Linked DNA regions of Mus musculus: all the other regions are linked to region 1. Evidence: chromatin contacts called from public HiChIP or PLAC-seq data. All regions are on one chromosome and are shown on one strand. Each heading gives the region's core, a stretch centred on a gene start, on an enhancer-like site or on the middle of the called end of the contact. The rest is flanking DNA. Distances are from core to core; before and after follow the strand shown.

Region 1 (5,079 bases), core at 679-3,178:
TGTCTAGAGTCTGCACCCTGAGCAAGGCAACTCTTTATTTTTGTGTGTGTGGTGGAAGATGAAGAAGGAGCTCCCTTTGTAGACCAGGTTAGCCTCAAACTCACAGAGATCTACCTGCCTCTGCCTTCTGAGTGCTGAGAGTAAAAGCCTGGCTAAAAGGAAGCATTTAATTGGGGGCTTGCTTACAGTGTTAGAGGTTTATTAGTCTTTTATCACCATGGTGGGGAATATGGTGAGGCAGGCATGCTGTTGGTACAATAGCTGAGAGCTTTAACATCTTGGTCCTTAGGCAGCAGGAAGAGAACCACTGGGCCTGGCATGGGTTTTTTGAAGCCCCAAGTCCACCTCCAGTGACACCTTCTCCAAGGTCTCAATCTTTCTCAGTCATCAAATGGGGACTCTAAGCATGCAAATATATGAGCCTTTTGGGGCCATTCTCATTCAAAATACATATATTCACTACACACATACTCTAAGTATCTGAAAATGACCTCGAGTTTCTGAATCTCCTGATTCTACCTCTAAGTTATTACAAGTGCTACCATGCCAGAGCAACTTCAACCAAGTGAACGACATCACCGGCTTCTTCCTTCACTTTTACAGGAGACTTCTACTTCCACCCTTGCCTTCCTTAATACTGGGACAAGATTTACCTTCCTTTAATAGAAAGCTGGACAAAACACCACAGCTGTCAGACACAGGGCAACAAGAAATGTTGAAAATGTTCCTTCAGAGATGGAAGCAGGGTGAACCTTCAGGTACTTAATGCTTACAGGCAAGTTCCAGGTTGCTACACAAAGAAGGTGGACCCAATCTTGTCAGTTGAAATCAGAATTGGAGAGGTCAAACTGATTAGGACTTTGTTGGGCAGTAAGTAGAAGAGGAGGGAGGTGAGCTTTGGCAATACCAGAACTGCACATGTATAAGAAGAAACTTCCAAGGATTGGGAAATTCTTCCAGAAGGCAGTAGCTCCAACAATTTCTGGCACTTACAAAGAGCTCACAATAGTTATTCACCCACGAAAATAGAAAGATGGCACAATGCACACAATAGCCCACAGAAGAATGTCGCTTTAGTAGTGGAAGTAAATTAACCCTAGAATGGGCTGGGTATTGGGTATGTTGGCCTATCCCTTTAATCCCATCACTTTGGAGGCAGAGGCAAGCAGAGATCTCTCAGTGTGAGGCCAGCCTCGACTACAGAGCAAGTTCCAGGACGCCAGAACCATTATACAGAAAACCTGTCTCGAAAAACCAAAAGCCAAAGACTAAGTCTTGATATACCTTAACAAACCTCAAAAGTAAGTCTCAAATGGATTTGATTCTCAGAGCAAAGTTCAGTGATACTGAAGGGAATACAACAAAATAGAGTATCAAACTGGTAAAGTATATGACAACCAAGAAAACTGTAGGCCAACAAACAGGCTAAATAATATGCTCATATGACTAAGTGGGAAGTCAAAAAACAAAAACAGACCAAAAATGACAAAGAGTATTAGCAAACAAGGATGCTATGATGCTATTGAAGTTATAATGTGTAGGTTCAAAATGGTAGCCATGCTGGACATTCAGACCAGAGGATGGCAATTTCTAGGCTAGTGTGGGCCCCCACAGTGAGACCCTCGCTCAAAGAGAAAACAAAAGCAAAACCAACAAATGAACAACCCAAAAACTACGGTAAGAATAGAAAATAGTTTTTAAAAAGAACAAACAAAATCTACCACAATCTTGCTCTGCAAAGTATGCTAGATGAAGACAGAAGTAAGATTTCATGCTGCATGAATTAGAATGGAATCCTAGAGGACAACTGTAGAAACAAGAGATCAAAGGTGGTCAAAAAGAGGGACTGAGGCAGACAGCCAGGTGTGGAGAGCTTTTGGGGCAGCCTTTTAGGAATTTGGCAGGAATTTGACATTGGGCTAGGACAAAGAAGTAGTCCTATACAACGGAGGAATGTGTTCTTTGTATTTTGATGGGTCTTGTTAAGACCCTGAATACAGTAATCAAGGGACCTTTGTTCAAGTTTTGTTTGTTCCTTGACTACTTAGTTTATGCCCTAGGACTGATTATATTCTTTGTATGTACCTAGAAAGAAATAAAAGCAGACTGAGGAAAAACAAAAAAACAAAAAAACAACCTTGCTTCAGCTTCTAAACTGGCTGGAGTTATTGTATTGTGTAGTCTAATTATCTTTTTCTTTTTAATCCTCACTCTCTCCCTTGAGACCTTGTTGACTGACTGAGCTGGCTTCATCAGCTAGGGGACATAAGGGTGTTTTGGGAGATGATGAGAATATTCAGTGCCCTGATCATGGTATTGTAAGATTATGTTTTTGTACAAATTTGTAGAGATATATACTTAAAAAGTTGGTGAATTTTACTATTGTGCATAAATAATACTTCATTAAAACTAAGTGATGGGGCTGGAAAGATGGCTCAGCGGTTAAGAGCACTGACTGTTCTTCCGAAGGTCCTGAGTTCAAATCCCAGCAACCACATGGTGACTCAAAACCATCCATAAAGAGATCTGATGCCCTCTTCTGGTGTCTGAAGACAGCTATAGTGCACTTAGATATAATAATAAATAAATCTTTAGGCCAAAGCAAGCAGGCCGACCAGAGCGAGCAGGGTCAAAAGGTCCTGAATTCAAATTCCCAGCAACCACACTATGGCTCACAACCATAAGTACAGCTACAGTGTACTCATATACATTAAATAAATACATCTTAAAAAAACAAAAGTAACATATTTGTGTATTAGTATAATCTTTTTTTAAAGAAATTTACATATAATCTTTTGCCTTATCACAGACCTACTAGCCCTATCACCAATCAACAAGCCCTTTATTAAGGTTTGAACATGAACTGTCCCCACAATCATGGCTTTGTATGCTTAGCCCCTAGCTGATGGTGCTATTTTAAGAGATGTTGGAAATTTTAGAGGCGGTGGGACCTAGTTGGAGAAAGTAGGTCATAAGGGCATGCCTTACCCTCCTTGCTCTCTTAAACTCTCACCTTTCTTACTATCATCTCTAGCCTTCCTTCTCTCTCCCTCCCTTCCCCCCTCTCTCCACGTGGCCATGGCCAGCCTCTCTTTCTAGAAAGAAACCTTCTCTCTTTCTCTCTAGTCAGAAATGGTATCATCTGTTGCTGCTTTTTTTGAGACAGGTCTTACCTTGCAGCCCAGACTATGTAATACAGACTGTCCTCTAAAGTATGCCTGTCACACCTTTATTACGTTTAGCCAGACTGGTCTGGAACTTCCCATGATCCTCAGGCTGGCCTTAACCTTGAACTCCTCCTGCTTCTGCCTCCTCAGCGCTAGGATTACAGAAACCTACAATACATCCAGCCTGAAATAGTCTGATTTTATCCTTAAAAACAAAAATGAAAACAAAGACTTATCAGATGAAGTCTTTAAGCTGCCATCACATTACTGGCTCAACACACTGAATTCTAACAAGCATAAGACACCAGCTATTGCAAGCATTTAAGACTATTCCATCGAATCTGTTAGCTCAGTTTCCGTCCCAAAGTTTGAGCAAGTTATTTCAGACAGACTCAAATAAACATGGACTTCCAGGACAGATATATATTACACCTAATTCTTAACCCTTGCTGTCTCAGAGAGAACACAGATGTGGGCCTGGAGAGACAGCTCAGTGGTTGAGAGTACTTGCTGCTCCTAACAGAGGACCCAAGCAGGGGGTTTGCTAGCCCCCAGATCAGAGAACTCAAAACTATCCCATATCTTCAACTCCAGGGTATCTGATGGCCTCTTCTGACCTCCTCAGGCTCCCAAACTCACATGGCATATCCTCATAAACATATAAAAATAACGTTAAGACCATGACATGGAGAGCTCTAAGCAGTCTGAATTCTTCCTATTTTTCAAACAATCTTTTTATCCTGGAGGAAATATATATATTTCAAGAGTCACAGTACTTAAGATATACTTGAATTTTATACATGAATACAATAAAATATGATCATGTGCATCCCTCAATGGCACTAAAAAAGATTAAAACTTTTTACATTTATTTATTTATCTATTTGTTTGTTTAATTATGGGCAAAGTCCAAAGGCATCTTTGAGAAGTTGGTCCTTCCCTACTTTGTGTGGGTTCTAAGGGTGAAACTCCTAACAGTAGGCTTCATGGTAAGTACTTTTGTCTGCTGATCACCTTGTCATCCTGAGAATCACTGCTGTGTTTGCTTTTCTTTTTTTTCCAGTGCTGGGATTGAAGCCAGAGGCTCAGATTCAGTCCTAAAGCCTCACACAGGCAGGCAGCTCTCTAACATTGGGCTACAATCCCAGACCCAGAAGATGATCTTTAGAAACCATGGTCAGGTTAACTTGAAGTTATTCTTATTACTTAAATAGTTGATTGAGGTGTGTATGTCAGAGGATAGTTTTCAGGAGTCACTTTTGGCCTTCCAACTTCATGAAGTCTCTTGTTTCTCCTACTGTGCTAAGCCTGGAGCTCAGGCCAATCCCACCATAGAAGGCAATGGCATTTTCAGTGCACCTTGCAGGCTAGCTTTTTACCCAGTCAGACATTTCCCAGGCCCCAAGATCTAGAAGATGTATCAAGTGTATTTTATACATTTAAAAAATAATTCTGACAAACAGTCCTACTCCTGGTTTCTTGGGACTCTTATGATGTCATCTTAAGTTGTAAGGAAGTTCTCTCTATTGGCACTCACAGAAACTTCAAGGCCTTCCTGCATACAACAGATGGCTAGAGACTGTCAATGAAACCTATAAAGAAAGCTCTTGCCAGGCAGTGGTAGCACATGCCTTTAATACCAGCACTTGGGAGGCAGAGGCAGGCAGATCTAGTTTGAGGTCAGTCTGGTCTGCAGAACAAGTTCCAGGACAGTCAGGAATACACAGAACCCCAAAACACAAAGCTCTGTATCAGCACCAACAGAGACTATGAGGCTCTCTTGGACAGATGTTGTAGGCCTTCCTACAACAGATAGCTATAAACTTTCCAAGAGACCTATGTACAAAGCACTGACTGTCAAAATAACTTGGCTTATAACTTTAATTCTGCTTTAACAGGCATACCCAGGGGT
Region 2 (5,100 bases), core at 82-2,581, 170 kb before region 1:
TAACTCTAAAGGTGCTGATATTCATTCCCCTTCCTGTGATTACGCCTTTGTGTTTAACCCAGTAGTTACAGCTCCCAACAGTCATAAAATGCACCTAATTTATTAATTAGCTTCACAGTAATTTATTAGTTTCCTATAGGAGCAGCCCTGTCAGTGTGTTTGCTTGCTCTTGAGTAAGATCCACTTGTGACACCTTCTATGCTAAGTTTCTGTTTGGTGATATAGAGAAGATAAAACATCCCTTCCAGCTAAAGATCAAGTAACTCTGTGAGCTTGGGAAATGGAATTGAACCAAGCCTCAAGCCACCATCTGTATCATACAAAGTAAGGCCTAGAAAATAATTCTCACAGGATAACACCAGACCTGTTGCTCAGAATCTGTGCCGCCATCTCCCGATACCCAAACTATCCTTACTCTATAGGAATCTTTTTCTTTGAAAATCACGCTTTGGGAAAATTATGTTCTACGAATTTACTAATTTCTCAGCCAAGTTCAAAGAACCTCTGAGTATCACCATTTTAAAGCCAGGTGACTAGAAGACATGAGGACAACTCCTGCAAACTCCGAGTGTGGGACCCCCACCAGGGCAAACCTATTCTCCGAGGTTTGACACACCGGAAAGCTTTCCCCAGCCACCCCCTACTCCCCTCGAAATACAACTGAGTTTCTCTACCGCCAAGGACCTGTCGTGCCTCCGATGAATCCCGCCCACTTCGCGCCCTCAAGCCAATCAGAGGGTGGCGTCACTCCCTCTCAGTTGCCATGGTGCCCGCCAAGTCCTTTCCGCCACTTACCAGATGTGAGCAGGCTGGTCCAGCCGGTGAAAGCGGGTGGCAAAGGACAGCAGCGTCACCACAGCCAACGTGGCCCACCACCCTGCCGCCTGGAAGCGCCGCGAGCTCCAAGCAGGCCGTTTAAGTTTCCGTGCTGCAGCCTGGGGGACCACGTCTCGGCTCACGGCTCTGGCAGCCTGCGGCACACAGCGGCCCCTACGGGGACGCAGCTCGGAGCCCGCTAGGCCACCGCCTATGGCCGGCGGCATCCTCCCCTTCCGAAGGATCACCCTCCGGGCCGGAGGCACGCCGGGTCTTGTCCGCTGCCCCGTCAAGGGGTCATAAGAAGGCGTCTCGAGGTGCCATGGGATTTGTAGTTCCCTCCGTTTGCCGCGGAGCGCCGGGCCCCGGGCTCTGGGCGGGGCGGAAAGTGTGGTGGCCGCCCGGGCAGCTAAGAGGCGGCCTGAGGCGTAGAGCATTGCGGGAGGCGGAGGGAAACCAAGGACTGACAAACTCGAGTCGGCTCATGAACTACAACTCCCAGCAGCTCAGGGGGCGGGGGCGGGGCCAGCCCGAAGGAGGGAGGCCATCTAGTCCAACCTTCGCTCTCTGGACCCCGCTAGGCCTCAGTCATCTTCTAGTCCCGAGAGCTGACTTTCTTGGCCGGCCGACCGGGCGAGATGCAAGCCGGGAAGGTCTGTGCCCCACGTCCGGGGATGAGGGTCTCTCCTGAGAAACGCGGAGAAGAGCTGTGGGGGGGGGCGGGGCTGAGAGCTCGCTTCTTCGCGTGGCGCCACAACGACTCCCGGCGTGCACCTCGGCGCCCGCTCACTCTACACCTGCGCGCTGGCCGCTGAACCTTATGGTGGTGGTAGATTGGGCCGGGAAGGCTAAACTTGGAAGCTTTTGAGGGGCGTCCAATCGCGCTTTTCCCTGCTTCGGGTAGACAGACCTCTTCTAGGGCTTTCAAACATGGTTCCCTACTTTGCAGTTTCGCGGCGCCCTTCGTATGTCTCTCAGGGGACCTGGTGGTCCAGGCATGCACCAAAGGCAAGGGGGAAAGATGTGACTCTTTAACGACGTTAATAATCACTTGTAGTATCTGCTCAGGTTTCTAGTTTTGTCGGTTTGGCTCTAAGAAACGATCTTGCTGTGCAGCCCAACCTGACTTTGAACTTTGACTCTCCCGCCCCCGCCTTCCAAGTGCTGGGATTCCAGGCTGTGGCATATGGAGCGTCCAGGGTTTAAGTCGAACTTCTTTAGTCCACCCTAGAGCCATTTGTATTTAAGCCATTGCTGGAATGGAGCTGCGAGTGTGTTTTATAAGAGACTTAAAATTGAGTCTCTTAGGAGGGCCGATATGTAGGAAGGCGGCACATTAGATGCAAAGGACATTGCATCCGGTTAATATAGATTTTCCACATACAGATGTGATTTTTCAGGATTTTAATCATGTAAGAAATGGTATAAAAACAGCTAGGGATGTACGCAACTCTGACGTAGCTCCTAGCATGGGCCGAGTCTCCCACAACAGAAAAACTGCAAATTTAAAGTCGCCAGAATGCATGTTTGAGTTGGAAACATGATCCTTCCCGGTGCTAATTAAACGGACATTCTACTTGATATTAAAAAGTAGCTGTTCAAGTGCAAAAATCGCCAGGTGGTTTGCTGTTAGTGCTTAGCTGTGATTTCTCTCCCTGTTTATCTAAAAGCACATAGGAGACAAGCCTCCAGATGCTCTGCAGAGAGGGTTAGGATTGTCTTTATCAGGTTAACTGATGTGGGAGAGTGACACCATTCCCTGGGTTGGGTCTGGCTGGGCCCATAATAAGGGGGAAGTCAGCCAAGCACCAACACACAGCATTGTTCTGTTTCATGCTGTGGATGCATAGGTTACTTACCAGCTGTTTCAGGCTGCTCTTCCCCCAAACCCCACCCCACCCCCACCCCAGGTGACTTACTACATCTTGAATTATAAGCCAAAATAAACCACTCTTCTTTAGACTGCCTTTGTTGGGGCATTTTATCATAGCAGCAGGAAAAGAAACTAAAATGATATATAAGAAAAAAAAATAATAATAGATGTAGGGTAAGATTCCAGCTGGGTGATGGTGATGCATGCCTTTAATCCCAGCACTCGGGAGGTAGAGGCAAGCGGATTTCTGAGTTCGAGGCCAGCCTGATCTACAAAGTGAGTTCCAGGACAGCCGGGGCTATACAGAGAAACCCTGTCTCGAAAAAGCCAAAAAAAAAAAAATTCTGTTTCCTGCTGAAGGGCCATGGGGTGTCGCGCCCACCTCAGCCAGCAAGGAAGACACGACATGGTCAGATTCTTCTCAACAGCCTTTATTGCAGGAACACCTCGATGCTGCTACCGGGACAGGGCACCCAGGGAGGGCTGCTTATATACACCCTAGCACAGGAGAAGGCTCCATGGCCCCCCAGGATTGGTCAGTCTGCCTGCATCTAATTTGCATGTACCTGCTCAGGAGGGGTCAGGCTAGCACCTGCGCAATGGTGTTGTTTACCACAAAGGCACACAGAAAGCCTGCGCCATCTTAGAGTTGGCTTCCTACATCTCCCTCTTTTTTCTTTAATGAAATGAGGCTGGTCTAGGCCTGGGCAAATCTGTCCATGGCCAGGGCTCCTGTCTTAGGTCGATCCTCTAGTATCACAGCCTTACCCATCATAGGGTTATCCTATGATGGCCTCCAGGCCCCTTCTCTTAGGTTGGTCTGTGCATGAGGAAAGTTGCCCGTCTCTGGATACCATGGATCTGTGTGACTACAACTGCCAAATGACCTAGGGCGGACTCTTAATTTTTTAAAGAGGCCAGCCAAATATTGGGAGATGCACCATCTTCAATTGCCAACAAAGCTTGGTAGACCACTGCTTTATGTTGAGCATACTCTCTTTTTAGTTGACACAATAGCCAGATGCAGAAGACACACCCCAGGAGGACCACTGTCCCCCAGGCCAACATTCCTGCCCACTCCTTTAAAAAGGAGAAGGCATTGGTGATCCAGGAGGTGAAGTCTCCCAGGGTGACAGGGTCGGGTCGAGTGCTGTTGAGTTTGGCAATCTGGAGGAGCAACTTTCTGCTCTGCTTTGGCTGACCAATTTCCTTTAAGATAAGCAATTTTCATGTCAGCCTTTCTGGTACCCAAATTGGATGTTCTTTATCCTGTGGAAAAACACAAACAGCTCCCCTAGATCTCGAAATAACGGGATCTGGGCCATACCATTTACCAGTTAAGACATCTTCCCATTTTACATCATGTTGAATTACAGGCGAGGTCATGGCATGCCTGTCTGCAGCCGAGCGACCATGATCATCCAAAATTTAAAAATTTAAGGTAAATAAAGCTAAAGATAATTGTTCTTTGGGTGCTCGTCCGTAGGCAATTCCCTCTTTTTGTTTTTGTAACAGTTCTTTCAAGGTGCGATGTGCCCTTTCCACAATACCTTGGCCTTGTGGGCTATAGGGAAGGCTGGTGGTATGACTAACTTGCATAGTTTCGCAGAAGACTTGGAAGGATGTTGATGTATATGCAGGTCCATTATCAGTTTTTAAATTAGCTGGGTTTTCCCAAGCTGCCCATGAGTCTAAGCAATGGCTAATAACATTGTGGGTTTTTTCACCAGACATAGGGGAGGCATACATGATACCTGAACAGGTGTCAATAGAAACATGGACATATTTTAGTTTTCCAAAAGCTGGAACATGTGTAACATCTATTTGCCATACTTTTAGAGGGATCAATCCACGAGGGTTAATCCCAACATGGGGAGGGTGATGAAACTGCACGCATTGAGGGCATTGCAATACAACAGTTCTTACTGAGGCCCGGGAAATATTAAATTTTTACTGCAATGTGGCAGCGGGGACATGATACAATTGATGAAAACCTTTTGCAAGCTCTAATGGAGTAACATGAAAAATGAATTCCATACGAGTACTTGCATCTACCAGGGCATTCCTTTCAGTCATAGGGCCTGGCAGAGTAGAATGAGCCCGAATATGCTGAATAAAAAATTTACTTTTCCTATTCCAAATCAAGTTTTGTAATTCTGACAAAATAGCACATACAGGGCTGGTAGATTTGATGGGTCCTGCAACTTCCAATGCTTTTACTGCATTCACTACATATGCTGAATCAGACACTAAATTAAAGGAAATTTCAAACCTCTTAAATACTTCTAATACGATTTTACATTCAACTAGTTGCGGGTTACCAGGATCATATTGAAATAAAACAGGGTTTTGAGAATTAACCACATAAGTGCCAACACCTGCTTTAGAACCATCTGTATAAATATCCAGTG
Region 3 (4,405 bases), core at 134-2,633, 220 kb before region 1:
TTCCCATGTGGTTAACTGTGATTGAGCACTGCCCCCCCCCCCCCCATACAGTTAAGCAGTGAGTTCAAAGGAAGAAACAGAAGCTCAGAGAGTTTGTTAAGCAAGCTGCCTTAAGTTACACAGTAAAGCCACAGTGGGTATCAGAATCTGGGGGAATGAGTTTAGAAAAATACAGTTGGCACAACCAAAAAAACTTCAGCCTCGCTGGGGAGAGCTTGCATTTTTGTGTAACTCTTTTGTGTCACTGAATTTATTCCCTTTCCATCTGGAAGAGGCTTTGTAAAGTCCTGTTTGAAAGTTTTGAGCTGGCCTAGGGAGCTGCGATGAGGGAGTGTGGCCCTTTGGTGACAGAGCCTGAGGTGAAGCTGAAAACCAGCAGGCTTTCTGTGGGGTGGTCTCTCTCTCTCTCTCTCTCTCTCCCTCCCTCCCTCCCTCCCTCCCTCCCTCCTTCTCTCTCTCTCTACCTCCCCTCCCCCCCCGGGGGGGGGGCGGTGAGACTGGATGCCTCCCTCCTGGAGCTTCTCTGGTCCTAAGCCTGTGCTTTCTCATCTTACTGGTAGCTGAACTTGAGTTCTCCTGGGCCAGGACTACATGGTCTCCTTCCATTCGAGCGGGAACGGGGTCCGTTCTACCGTTCTAGGTGCCTGCATACACTAACTAGCCCTTTGAGTCACTCATTTCCTCCTACCGGCCCAGCTCCTGTGAGTGGCCCTGCATTTACTAGCCACGGGACACTGAGATAACAATGGGAGGAGAGTGGGGGCATTGCATCTACCTGCCCACACTGTGGGTGCTGGTAAAGGACCCCATCGGACCTCAACCAGTTCAGATAAGAGCTACTGCTATCCGGGAAGAGCAGATGGGACAGCACCACCTGTCGCTGCGCACACACCCCTCTCTCAGAAGCACCACAGCAGGCGGGCAATTTCTCCTCCATCAGTGACAAGCCAAGCAATCTCGAGCCCACTACGGTTAGGCACCCCTTCACTCGCGCCCCAGTGCCCCGCAGCTCTCACCTGGCGAACAGGACAGTGCCATGTTCCAGAGGGCTGCGGCTCACTACCCGCCAGCTCTGCCGGATCAGCTCTGACTCCGGGCGCTCCATGCTCTCTCTCCCAGGAGACTCGCGGGACGCAGTGATGGGACCCTCGAGGCGTGGGTGCAGTCAACGCACATGCAGCGCCATCTCCTCGGCGACGCGGGGGAGCCCCCCTCCAGGCCCAGTGCCTTAGTTGGGTGGGGCCCAGCAACTGCGCCTTTACTGGTCCAGCCCAGAGGATGCGCACGGCCAGCTTGGCCTCGGGCGCTTCCGGGGACCCCGCTTGGGCAGCTGCGCCCTACACCCCGAAGCTCCCAGAGAACCGCCCATTAAAGCTACGGTGGCTCCCACCCACTCTGGCCCAGTGAGGCTTGCGCGCTCCCTCTGCACCCGCCTTAGGAAGGTACTACCCGAGGCCTGGGAAATGTCCAGGCTTCAGAGTCTAACAGAAATTGCCGAGCCTCTGGGCTTGTTTTAGTCTTGAAAACTAATGATATGACTGCTTCTCTGGACTGGCTTGTGCCACATGCCTGTAATCTCAGCCTTGAGAGGCAGAAAACTGAAAGGATTAATACCAGTCTGGGCTACATAAATTGTGTCATTCCCCTCCAGTACTAAGTAAATAATCACTTCCTATTTCTGATGAAGCGACTGGGAGGCCCAGTGTTCAAGGTGAGTCCCATCTCTCCACTGAAAAACTCTCGGGTTTGCCATCTCCTGGGCTCATGGTCTCCTGTCTTCTCTAGAGTTCAGCTAGAGGGACCTAGGTCACCAAACTGGTCTGCCTGTCTGTCCTCTGCTCAAACCCTGGGTACTTGCACAACTTTGGGTTCACCAAAGCTCTCTCTCAGTTTAAGGGGCAGAGGCCAAAACATAGACATCTCCAGACAAGTGTGGGCTCCAATCTCAGGTCTGTTGGATCACCTCAGCCCCCAGACAGTAACTAGTAATGCGCTGCGTACACATTCATGGAGTTAACGTCATGTTCTGCCATCGCACGACCTACTGAAAATGGTGATATGAACCCCAAACAAGTAAACCCCCAACACCCTCCAAAGTCAAAACTAAGAAACGAGGTGCTGGGGATGGTCCAATGGGCATCCTTTCAGCAATTGTGAACACACACATACACAGAGCTGGAGTAGTGGTCTAATCCCAGTACTGAGGAGGCAGAGGCAGGCAGATCTCAGTGTGTTTCAGGACAGCCAGGGTTCTGTAGAGAAACTGTCTCAAAAAAAAAAAAAAAAAAAAAAAAAAAGAAGAGGCCACCTGACTCTAATAGGAGCACTGAGAGTTAGAAAACTGTAGGATTTCTAGGGCTCCGCTAGCAAGACATTGACCTCTAAGGACAGTGAGAGACTGTCCCAAAAAATTAGCTGGAGCAACTGAGGAAGAAACACAAAACACTATTTTCTAAACGTAGTTCAGGTAGGTCCTGTGTTTGCCACTCGGAGTGTGCAGCTGGCCACCTTCCAGGTAGCTGTGTTGTTCTCTTTCAAGCATGACTGTTCTTTCCAGGGGCCCAGGCTTTGGAGGACACACTCCCTTTATCTTTCACTATCTTTGAGTCTCTTCTGCTTCCTCAGATGTACTGGAAGGGATTGAGTGGCAAGCTCTCTCTCCACAGTCCTTATCGAATGGATATAAATCAGTGCCCTTGGTTTTCAGTTATGAGCAGACTGTGATCCCTCGGACAACCCCATGTTAGATGTAGAGTACACAGACCATGGCTTCTAGGACTTAGCCTTTTGTCCTGCTCCAACCAAGTTCCATGGAAACATCTACTCACCCTCTCCTGAATGACATCTGAGCACAACTTACTTGGCTCTTCCCCATCTCTTTCGTATCTCTGGTCCCTGTTCTGCAGCAGGAAAGTAAGGCTTTAGGACAGTCTGGCAAAGAGCCTGTGTCCTAATGACTTCAGAAGACCCCAAGCAAGAGGACAAAAGGATAGTGTTTTCTTAGTGCACCTGGCTGGTCTGCACCTTCCGCTCCACCCAGCTTATACCTTCCTGGAAGCCCTCACTCAGGACCCTTCTGGCCTCTTCACGTAACATCATCTGAGGTTTGAAGAATTCATGGGAGTAGTGGACTTATGACCTAAGTGGAAGAACCAGAACCCAAACCCACAGCTCTGAGCCAGAGGTCACAGAAGGATTTGGTGTGCTCTAATCTCTGCTCCCCTTGGGAAAAGGCTAAGGATCTGGTGTAGCCTAGGCAGTCAAGGTGAGGTACCCCAACCACTGATGGTCTCAATTCTATTCTGAGGGGCTGAAGAGGTTCTTTCCTCCCTGTGGGTTACACAATAGGTTAAAATCTAGGATAGTTTAAGTGTTCTCTAGTCAGAGCTGTCAATGTATCATTAATGTCTTTAAAGAGCTAGCAGAGCCGGGTGGTGGTGGTGCACACCTTTAATCCCAGCACTTGGGAGGCAGAGGCAGTCGGATTTCTGAGTTCGAGGCTAGCCTGGTCTACAAAGTGGGTTCCAGGACAGCCAGGACTATGCAGAGAAACCCTGTCTCGGGGAGAAAAAAAAAAAAGCTAGTAGATTGGGCTTGTGTCCAGACACTGTGACCACTAGCTGTATCTTCCCAACTGCCCTGTGAAGGAGATGCTGTTTATATTTTCATCTTAGAGATGAGGAAATGGGAGGCAAGGTTAGCTGGCCAGTCACAGAGTTTAAAAAAAGAAAAGGTGGGGCCAGAGTTTGCCCCCAGTTCTGACCATCTGGCTTACTCTCCCTACTGCCTCCCTCAAATGAACAGACCACAGCCACCAGCCATGCCCATAGTTCAGACTGAGCCAGAATTACTGGGTCTGAGTCAGAACTCATGCAGCGTTAGAGAGCTGGCTATGAATCTCTTCCAAACTTCTCACTCAGGGACATCAAGTAAGTAACGTGAAACGGGCCATAGAGGAAGTTTGCACCACGGAAACTGGCAAATACACTGGGGCTTAGTTTTGCCCCCACAGGAAATCTGTTATTAAATATCTACCTCCACTGGTTTGGGTACCCCTGGGGGAACCCAGAAAGCCAGGGTCCTAGCTAAGCTGTGAATGTACAATGCGAAACGTATAAAACATCGGGCTGAACTATGATGCTTCCCAGCTGTGTCCCAGCCTCTCCTCAGTGTCCAGGCCTAGCAGGCTATTCCAGGCTGGAGGAGCTCCAAAGACCCCCTTTTGCATCAAGTCCTGCCCTTGATTATCTAATTGTGGGTCATTAGGTAAGTAATGTAATCTGTCATGGGCACAATGGAAACCAGAAAAGTATCTTCCTTAGGCCTTCAGGAGGACTAAATGTCACATGTATCAATGATGTTAACTAGTCAGCTGGTAGCACATGCCTTTAATACCAGCCCTAGG

What was found. HiChIP or PLAC-seq counts read pairs in DNA pulled down with a chosen protein or histone mark.
Region 2: a contact with region 1 is called in an H3K27ac HiChIP or PLAC-seq map of embryonic stem cells, with 9 read pairs. The contact joins the promoter of Gstz1 here to the enhancer-like site in region 1. A contact is called at or near these places in 11 of 39 promoter capture datasets (the 3T3-L1 cell line, 3T3-L1-derived adipocytes, the C10 cell line and 7 more), 11 of 484 Hi-C or Micro-C datasets (the 63-12 cell line, ECoMG-derived neutrophils, bone marrow-derived macrophages and 6 more), 8 of 115 datasets of contacts at active chromatin or transcription factors (the 230-238 cell line, bone marrow-derived macrophages, embryonic midbrain and 2 more) and 4 of 9 other capture datasets (adipose tissue, liver, macrophages and 1 more).
Region 3: a contact with region 1 is called in an H3K27ac HiChIP or PLAC-seq map of embryonic stem cells, with 6 read pairs. The contact joins the promoter of Ngb here to the enhancer-like site in region 1. A contact is called at or near these places in 3 of 39 promoter capture datasets (the HPC-7 cell line, liver and stem cell-derived epiblast-like cells), 1 of 484 Hi-C or Micro-C datasets (bone marrow-derived macrophages), 1 of 115 datasets of contacts at active chromatin or transcription factors (embryonic stem cells) and 2 of 9 other capture datasets (embryonic stem cells and pancreatic islet).

The regions. Positions count from the first base shown.
Region 1 is chr12:87,316,178-87,321,256 of GRCm38.p6, forward strand. All of the region lies in intron 9 of Sptlc2 (serine palmitoyltransferase, long chain base subunit 2), which reads right to left. Among named protein-coding and RNA genes, the nearest start is that of Ism2, 19 kb to the left of the region's middle. Within about 2 kb of position 1,929, at least 9 of the 459 cell types and tissues checked have an H3K27ac peak or open chromatin away from gene starts, as enhancers often do. A contact at or near this core is called in embryonic stem cells and stem cell-derived epiblast-like cells, where this site is marked.
Region 2 is chr12:87,146,376-87,151,475 of GRCm38.p6, forward strand. It overlaps Gstz1 (glutathione transferase zeta 1 (maleylacetoacetate isomerase)), which reads left to right and starts at 1,332. Exons shown (of 9, transcript NM_010363.4): 1 at 1,332-1,469. The coding sequence starts at 1,455. It overlaps Pomt2 (protein-O-mannosyltransferase 2), which reads right to left and starts at 1,527. Exons shown (of 21, transcript NM_153415.4): 1 at 796-1,527. The coding sequence starts at 1,253. Gm6566 (predicted gene 6566) reads right to left here. Exons shown (of 3, transcript NR_136901.1): 3 at 3,100-3,958.
Region 3 is chr12:87,101,156-87,105,560 of GRCm38.p6, forward strand. Ngb (neuroglobin) reads right to left here and starts at 1,384. Exons shown (of 4, transcript NM_022414.2): 1 at 1,017-1,384. The coding sequence starts at 1,105.